Regions from separate parts of the Sus scrofa genome. Here region 2 is linked to region 1. Evidence: chromatin contacts called from public Hi-C data. All regions are on one chromosome and are shown on one strand. Each heading gives the region's core, a stretch centred on a gene start, on an enhancer-like site or on the middle of the called end of the contact. The rest is flanking DNA. Distances are from core to core; before and after follow the strand shown. Region 1 has its middle 51 kb from the start of LRRC52. Region 2 overlaps RXRG (retinoid X receptor gamma).

Region 1 (4,822 bases), core at 2,021-4,520:
GTTGTGGCCCTTAAAAACCCCAATAAACAAACAAACAAAAATAATGGTGTATCATTTTAAGTTGATACATCATCTATTTCTTAGTAGAGCCATGGTTCTCAACCTTGGCTGCACAACAAAAAACTATCTTGCTTGATGGACTTTTATAGTATTCCCTGGACCCATCCCCCCAAATTCTGATTTAATTAGTCTGGAGTAGATCCCAGGCACTGGCAATTTTTTAAAGCTTCCCAGGTTGTTCTAAAGGGCATCTAGAATGGGATGGCAAATCACCATTCTTGGCAGTACCCACCTTCTCCTTCCCAGGAGTGGTAAATCTCTACTTTAGCCATAATGAGGTCGCAGAGGTGAAGAAAAAAGTATAGAGACTATTGAAGAAAAAGATACCTAGGCAAAGTATTTCAAAATACTTACTTTCCCTCTTTTTTTTTTTTTTTTTTTTTTTTTTGCTTCTTAGGGCCGCACCCACGGCATATGGAGGTTCCCAGGCTAGTAGTCTAATCGGAGCTACAGCTGCCGGCCTACACCACAACCACAGCAAATGGGACCCAAGCCATGTCTGCGACCTACACCATAGCTCACAGCAACACTGATCCTTGACCCACTGAGCGAGGCCAGGGATTGAACCCGCAACCTCATGGTTCCTAGTCAATTCGTTTCTGCTGTACCAGGACGGGAACTCCCAGACACCTCTTTTATAATCAGGTGCTGTGGTTCTCAACCCAAGCTGCATGGGAGACTCAGCTGAGGAGTATTTGCAAACGTTCATGCTTTGCCCCCATCTCAGACTAATTATATCAGAGTCTTTGGGGTGGGGCCCAAACAACACTATGTTTTTAAATTCTCCAGCTAAGTCTGATATGGCCAGGGTCGAAGATGATTAGTCTAGATAAGGCAACTTCTCTAAAAGGGCTTGAAATTTGCATCCTAGATTCTCCCTTTTTTTAAGAAGAAATTCAGACTTTTCAAACAGAGAACACCAGAACACCGTGAAGTCTTGTCTAGGAACTGTGATTAAAGGGTATTGTTGGTAAGCATGGTTATGAATTTTCATTGCAGTGTGGCAATATGGGGGGCTGGATGAAAAACAGTAAGTTTCCATGGCTATCTGCTGACGTCCAATGCAGTCATTAATTGGTAAACAGATGGCTTATAGGCAACTGCACATGGTTTTGACACGAACTAGCTACCTGATTTGGGCAAGATCTTCCATCTCTCTGAGCCTCAATTTCTTCAGATGGAAACTCATCCAGCTTGGTGTTTCTTAACCTCAGCTGTGTGGCAGAATGCTTAGGAAGGTGTTAAAATATACCTGTGTCGAGGTGGCTCCCCCAGGCATTCTGATTTGATTGATCTGGAATGGGGCCTGGCCACCAGTATTTCTAGAGTATCCCCAAGGGATTCCAATGTGGGACTAAATTGAGAACCAGAGCAATGATGATCCTGATGGTCCATTTCTAGCTCCAGCCTTCCCTTGGGCTTAAGAGGCCCAGCTTCCAGGAGTGTCTGAGCTATTAGAAGAGGTAAGTAGTCAATGATTGGTACATCCATCCCTGAAGCACACTCAAAGCTAGCTACTTTGCCTCATCAAAGGGCCATAGTTTCTTTTTTAAAAATCTCAAGTTCCCTGGAGGCCTAGCAGTTAGGGATCTGAGATAGCCACTGGTGTCGCTCAGCTCACTGCTATGGAGCAGCTTCAGTCCCTGCCCTGAGAACTTCTGCATGCTGTGGATGTGGCCAAAAAAAATCTGTCAAGCAAAAAACGAAAAACAGCTTTCAAAATTGGTTCCTGGATATGCTGTGCCTCTGACATTTTTAAAGGACCTGAGAAGATGTTCAGGAGTCCTTGTCATAGTCCAGCCTCAGTGCCTATAAAGAACAGCCAGTTGAATAAATGGTGTTTTCAGCATGTGGCTGAAAGTTTCCTTGATCCCATTTCCACCCTTCCCAGTGTCCTCTAGGCATCTGGGCTGTGGGCCCACGTACATTTTCACAGCGCAGCCTTCAAGGGCTGATCCCTATTTCAGTTTGGATTCTTTGCCAGGTGGCCTCGCCTAAGTCCAATTTCCCATGGGCTGGTGGAACCACCAGTGTGAAAGAACATGATAAAATTCGGGAGCTGGAGCTTCTCCAGCCACATGATGTCAGGAGAACTGAGTCCATCTCAACCTCCCAAGGTCACTATGCTCCCACAACCAGAGCCATCCTGGAAGCCCTCAAAGGATGGCTTCCACATTGCATTTCAACACCCTGTGGAGAACAAAGCAACAGGAAAGAAAAAGGAAAAATAAAATAAAATAAAAAATGAAGGAATCACTAGTTCAAGGCCAGTTCCAAAAAGCAAGTAGTTAAATAAAAATTTTGAACTGAACTAAATTTCTGGACACTGAGAAATCACACAATTAAAAACCAGGATAAATGTAGTTACATCTAGACACTCTGGGCAGTAAAGATCCAGGTTTGTAGGCTGAACTGTAGAGTTAATTGCTCCAACCTGCACCCCTTTTCTGCTACAGCTTCTCACACAGCTTCTCAATACTAAACAAGTGCTTTTCCACCTGAAGGCTGACATGGCAAGGGGAAACCACATCTGGCAAAAACCTGCATCTCTGGCTCAAGGGCTTAGATTGATTCTAGTGGAGTAAATTTTATAGCTTAGAGAATTTTGCATTTTCAAGTAGCTTTGCAAAACTGTGGTTTCCAAGGAGATTTTCTGTGTGAAAAAGTGAGAGGGGCCACCTGGGTCTTTACATGGGATTCACCTAGTGTTTCTGCCTCCCCACATCCTCCCCATTCTCAAGATAAAAATCTGACTTACTAAGAACATTTCTTGAGTTTTGTCATTATTCATTAAACTGGTCTAGATCCTTCACACCAGAAGGAGAAACAAGATATAAGATGGAAGCAGAGTGCCTGGGGAAAGGTCAGGAACAGATTTAAATATGTCCCACTAAGCAGGTCAGTTAGTGTGCCTGCTATCAAACTACTACACCAGCTGTCACCCACTATATCCTTACCCCGGCCCCACCCCTCCTCCGCCCAGGGAAAATGTCCAGAGGAATCTCCAACCCTCAAGAAGAGTGAGCAAGTCTTACTTCCAGGCCAGGCCCACCCTGGTAACACAGGAGATGAAGCACCCCCAAGAAATACAGAGGCCAGGAATAGCACTAGGTCACAGGCGGGGAGCAGAAACTGGTGACTTTACAAACCGGACTAGAATGCTGGATGCCTGCAGACACTGCGCTATTGGCATGGTCCAGCTGTGTAGCTCGCTGGTGAAGAGCGTGGGAGTTGACGTAAGACTAACCTTGGTTCACTTCCCAAGTCCTCTGCCTTCTCACTTAAGCAAGTTACGCAACTTTCTGATCCTCAGTCTCTTCCACTGTAAGATGGGGAAAGGCCACTTACTTCACAGTAGTACCGTAAGGATTATGGCAACGTGAATGCCGAAACACAGGAGGTTCTTGAGAAATTGCAGCTGTTTAATTAATTGAAGTACAGCTGATTTACAGTGTTTTAGGTATATGGCACAGTGACTCAGTCATACATATAGATATAAATATAAAATCCTTTTCAGATTCTTTTCCATTATGGTTTACAATAAGATATTGAATATGGTTTCCTGTGCTATAGAGTAGGTCCTTGTTTATTTTATATGCAGTATTATGAATCTTTCAATCCCAAATTTCTCATTTATCCCTCTCCCTCCTTTCCCCTTTAGTAACCATAAGTTTGTTTTCTATGTCTCTGAGTATTTGCTTTATAGATTCCACATATAAGTGATACCATATGATATTTGTCTTGCTCTGATTTACTTCACTCAGTATGATAATCTCCAGGTTCATCCATGTTGCTACAAATGGCATTATTTAATTCTTCTTTATGGCTGAAAAGTATTCCATTGTATTTATATACCACATCTTCTTTATCGATAGACCTTTAGGCTACTTCTATGTCTTGGCTATTGTAAAATAGTGCTGCAGTGAATATTGGGACACATGTATCTTTTCAAATTATGGTTTTCTCCAAATATATGCCCAGGAGTGGGATTGCTGGATGATATGGCAACTCAATTTTTAGTTTTTTAAAGAATCTCCATATTCTTCTCCATCGTGGCTGCACCAATTGACATTCCCACTAACAGTGCAGGAGTGTTCCCTTTTCTCCACACCCTCTCCAGCATTTGTTATTTGCAGACTTTTTAATGATGGTTATTCTGTTGTAGTCTTGCTTTTGATTGGTGGATTACCATCCATCCAGTTCCTCAGGTAAAAAAAATCTCAGCATCATCCTTGACTACTTCATTTTCCACATTTATCATGTCAAATCAATCACATGGTCTGATGTTTTTACTGCAAAATTTTTTCTTGAATCTTGCCTCTCATTTCCATTTTCCATGTTCACGGCTACTATTCTGGTCTAAACTCTCACCCTCCTTCATCTGTAAAAACATTATAATTCTTGAACAAAAATAAGCTCAACAAATATTAGTTGAAAAAGGATGAATGAGTGAACCAATCTCCACCCAGACAGACTACTATCAGGGTTAAATGAGATACTTAAGGGAAAGCATAGTTGGCATGATGTTTGGTACATAGTAGGAACTCAGCAAAGATGAGTAATTATATATAAGAAATATTAGAAAGCATAGACTTTGGACCCAAGCAGTCTGAGTTCCAATCCCAGTTCCACATTATACATTTATTTTGTATATGATCTCTGTGCCTCCATTTTTCCATCTGTAAAATGTGGATGACTATAATAAGGTGGTTGTGAGGATTAAATGATCTAATTTACAGAAAGCTTTTAGAACAGTGTCTAG
Region 2 (4,679 bases), core at 1,936-4,435, 97 kb before region 1:
TTCAGTTTCCTAAAGGTAGAAGGTGGGTGCTGCGAGCTCTTGGGAAGCTCTTGAATTCTGCGGCCGTGTCCCGGAATTGCCCTCTGCACTTCCATTCGTGGTCGGTGAGAGGAAGCCTGCTTATGTTGACTTGCATCTCCCACCCTAACCAGCTGGTGTTCCTTTCATGCCCTGTGCCCAAGGGCTCCTGGGCAGATGTGCTGAAGCCCTTAGAATAGAGCACACTGCACAGCAGATGCGAAGACTCCACAGATGTATCCACTGGACGAAGGTCTTCATGCACCATGCCCCAGGCACTGCAGGAGGTTCTGGGGTCCAGGACCAGCCCCCGATTTTGAACCAGCAGTTCTCATCTCCTTGCCTCCTTGCCACACCATGCTTTCCTCACACCACAGACACTTTTTTTTTTTTTTTTTGCTTTTTTAAGGCCACACCTGCAGCATATGGAAGTTCCCAGGCTAGGGGTCGAATCAGAGCTACTGCTGCCGGCAACAGCCACAGCCGGAGCAACACAGGATCCAAGCTGCATCTGCGAGCTACACCACAGCTCAGGACAACGCCAGTTCTTTAACCCACTGAGCAAGGCCAGGGATCAAACCCGCAACCTCATAGTTACTAGTCGGATTCATTACTGCTGAACACCAACAGGAACTCCACAGGAACACTTGTTTTAAGCAATGAGACCTCACTGTGTCTCAGTTACCACATTTCTGTGGCCAGTTTATAACCATTTTGTACACCAGCTTCTTAGTCTGTGCTTACCTTCATTTTTAAATTCTATTTATTTAGTTTTTTGCCTGAGAAGTGTGACTTTATTTTTTTTTAATTTTATTGAAATAGAGTTGATTTATAATCTTGTGTTAGTTTCAGGTGTACAGTGAAGTGATTCGGTTATACATACATATGTGCATTTATACATATTCATTTTTAGATTCTTTTCCGTTATAGTTTATTACACGATGTTAAGTAGAGTTCTCTGTGCTGTACAGTAGGACCTTGTTTACCTCTTTTATATGTAGTAGTGTGTATTCGTTAATCACAACCTCCTAATTTATCCCTCCTCCTCCTTTCCCCTTTGGTAACCATAAGTTTGTTTTCTATGTCTGACGATCTATTTCTGTTTTGTAAATAGGTACATTTGTATGCTTTTTTTTAGATTCCACATGTTAAGTGATAGCATATGATATTTGTCTTTCTCTGTCTGACTTACTTTACTTAATAGGATACTCTCTAGCCACTATGGCGAACAGTATGGAGGTTCCTTAAAAAAAAAAAAAAAAGAAAAAAAAAAGAAAAGAAAAGAAAATCGAACCACCATATGATCCACTCCTGGGCATATGTCTGAAGAAAACTCTAATCTGAAAAGACATATACACCCCAGTGTTCACGGAAGCTCTATTTACAATAGCCAAGACATGGAAACAACCTAAACGTCCATTGACAGCTGAACGGATAAAGATGTGGTACATGTATGCAATGGAATACTACTCAACCATAAAAAATGAAATAACACTATTTGCAGCAGCATGGATGTTCTTACCTTTAAATTATACCAGTCTCCATTCCTGAGGTGCCCACAATCTGTTTGGGAAGATAATACCAACACACGAGTGCATGCACACACACTCACACATGCCTCCCACACATGTGTACACACAAGCCTCACCACTCTCACATATACACACACATGCACACAGTTCACTTACACGCTTACCACCCTCACACATGAGCTTGCACATGTTCACACATGTATGTTTTACACACACATTCTTCTCTATTCTCTCCCGCTCTCTCTCTCTCTGTCTTTTTTTTTTAGGGCCGAACCTGCAGCATATGGAAGTTTCCAGGCCAGGGGTCGAATTGGAGCTGCAGCTGCTGGCCTACACCACTACCACAGCAATGCAGGATCTGAGCCGTGTCTATGACCTATATCACAGCTCACAACCAGGCTGGATCCTTAACCCCTGAGTGAAGCGGAGATCAAACCTGAATCCTCGTGGATGCTAGTCAGGTTCATTACTGCTGAGTCACTCCCCTCCTCCATTCTCACCTGCCCTCCCACACTCTCACATACATGCATGTGTATACACACTCTTCTATAACTAAGGACCTTAGCTGTGAGACTCACCAAAGGGAGAGAGACTCGTGTGTGAAGGAATCAGCTTCACACCTACACTCAGGCACCTCGATCTGCCACATTTCCAACCTGTTTCTCTGATCCTTCTTCTCTCAAAATCCTTTTTGCCAATGAAGATCATTTTTAATGTTATTCATGATAATGACTGGAAATCAAACAACTGTACTCACAACTTCCAATAAGAAGTACAAAAGCCGAAATCCTGCTAGTTACTAAGGCCTTAAACCAGCAACTCCCCGTGGGGCTGGATCTTCATTGGATGTCATGACATTATTTCATGCAAAGTTTTCAGATTGGACTTTTAATACCCCTTGAGAATGGGTATAGGTCTATATTCACACTGCACCAAGGTTTAAAGAAATGTGACAAAAAGAAAGAAAGAAAGAAAGAAAGAAAGAAAGAAAGAAAGAAAGAAAGAAAGAAAGAGAAAGAGGCACCACCTCAAAAGGTAAGAATTACTTCCTTACGTGGAAAAATTAAAGGTCTATACCAAAGCCAACACAAACCTTCAAAAATGTTAATGTAAACCTCTGAGTGCATCTGAATAGTATCACTGTGCAGGGAAGAGGCTGTTAGATAAAGAATCAGGAGACTGAACTCCTAATCGTGACTCTGCTGTGAGAGTTTTATAGACTTAGGCAAAGGAAATGGCTTCTCTGTAAAGTGAGAAGTTTGGCCGAGATGAGCTCCAAGGGTGAATTTTTTTCACTCCAGAAAGGCCAAAGTTTTACAACGTGTAAAAAGCTAACCATGCTCTAACACCACTCTTTGCTGGCCTTCCCGGGTTTAGAAGCTGAGGTCAGGACTATAAACACACCCACTAATAGTCAGAGCTGCTACATTCCTCATTCACAGGGTTGGCAGCGAGGGGGACTCGAAGCCTGTGAAAGCACCTGTTCTGCCCGCCCCCCGGCCGGGAGAGAAGGTTGTCGCAAGCTCCGCCCCCTCCTGGGTTTGATCTCTGCTTTTTTGACTGGAGGAAGCAGCACTCACTCACCCCGGAGGTGCACTTCTGAAAAGTCTCCACGGAGGGGCAGCCCTTCACCACTGAGAAAATGGCCTTGGCGGGCCCTTTGTGCCTGCAACTCCTTTAACCACTTTCTGCAAACCAGAGATGACCACCTTCGGCACACTTGCCTGCCTGGTTGAGCCAGGTGACATCCCTGAGGGACCTGCTCAACCTCAGGGTGGTCACCCTCTGTCCAGGCTGTACTGGACACACCTAGGAGTCATGCAGAGGCCAGTCTCTGCAGCCCTCCCTGAACTTCCAGGCTCTGCCTGAGGCCAGGCAACAAGTGTTGGCATCTCTCCCTAATGCCTGGAGGCAGCCCAGACCCCTGGCAGCCGCCTTCCTGGGAAAACAGACAAGTTCCACAGTCTTTAAAGTGATATTCATTAGAAACAATCTAAATATCAACCACGGGGCAATGACTAAATGCATTAGGATTCCTCCACCCTGTGAAATACTACGCGATCTTTGAAAACAAGCATTTTATACTTTTCAACATCTGATAAAATGCCTAAAATAGCTAACAGAGGGAAAAAATACACCAACCTGTATGGCTTCATATCTATAAATACATATTTCTATGTATACATACATTGGTACTTAAAGGTACTATAAAGAAATATACCTCCAAAATTTACAATTAATTTTTATTACTCATTTTATTTTTTAAAAAATATTTTCCTTATTTCCTGCCAAAGCATGCTTGGCTTTTACAATGAGAAAAAAAAAAAGAGAGAGTTTTGTTTCTTTAAGAGATAAACAGCAGTACCTAGAGCCAGTTTCAGGAAAAAGATGAGTATGAGCCTTCTTAGCCCTAATGCCTGGCACACAATATGTGCACACACAAAGAACAGGTGTAAACTATCCTTACAGCTGGGAGACTCGGTGGATATCATCCAGCACAGGGCTTGGGGTCAGCTCCCATTGGCCAGAGGCTGAGCTGATGCTGGTGGCCTGGCCCTGCAGGTTAGGTAAAGCTCTTTCAATCCCTCCCACTACAGCTGGAGGAGAGACTGCCGGTGTCCACCAAAACCCATTCTCCCCTTCTTCCTTGGCATCCAGCAGCATACATTCTCCAGTCTCCTTTGCAGCTGGCTGGCTGGTCCACATGACCAAGTCTTAGCCAATGGAGGAGACTCAAGGGAGGGGGCCCTTTCCAGATCTAGGTGCTGCCCATATAATCTCACCTCCATGCCCCCAGCTTCCCTTCCATCATCAGGATGCAAAACACAATGTGGCTGGGGACGTGGTGGAACCACAAGAAGGAAGGAGGCTGGTCCCTGAGTGATGGTGTGGAAGAGAGTCACTGCTCTAGATTGATGACCCAGGACTGATTTGTGAGAACGAAAGAAACCTGTGGTGTGTTAACTACTGACACTGGGAAGCTGTTGTCACAACTTCCTCTCCCTACCACACAAGGCCTGAACATTTATCGTACCAAGGGGCTGAACCCCATTCACTCAGATGTAGTCATTGCCTCTGATAAAAAACAGAGCTTCTGGCCAATGGATAGATAGCGGCTTATGGTCCAGG

What was found. Hi-C and Micro-C count contacts between places; a contact is called where the count stands out from the background.
Region 2: a Hi-C map of skeletal muscle shows a contact between it and region 1, with 4 times the contacts expected there. The contact joins two enhancer-like sites. A contact is called at or near these places in 5 of 47 Hi-C or Micro-C datasets (heart right ventricle and skeletal muscle) and 1 of 2 datasets of contacts at active chromatin or transcription factors (skeletal muscle).

What each region holds. Positions count from the first base shown.
Region 1 is chr4:85,254,344-85,259,165 of Sscrofa11.1, reverse strand. It overlaps a transcript of RXRG not described here. Among named protein-coding and RNA genes, the nearest start is that of LRRC52, 51 kb to the right of the region's middle. Within about 2 kb of position 3,270, at least 3 of the 83 cell types and tissues checked have an H3K27ac peak or open chromatin away from gene starts, as enhancers often do. A contact at or near this core is called in skeletal muscle, where this site is marked.
Region 2 is chr4:85,351,792-85,356,470 of Sscrofa11.1, reverse strand. The region is part of intron 9 of RXRG (retinoid X receptor gamma); the gene reads right to left. Among named protein-coding and RNA genes, the nearest start is that of MIR9849, 19 kb to the right of the region's middle. Within about 2 kb of position 3,185, at least 13 of the 83 cell types and tissues checked have an H3K27ac peak or open chromatin away from gene starts, as enhancers often do. A contact at or near this core is called in skeletal muscle, where this site is marked.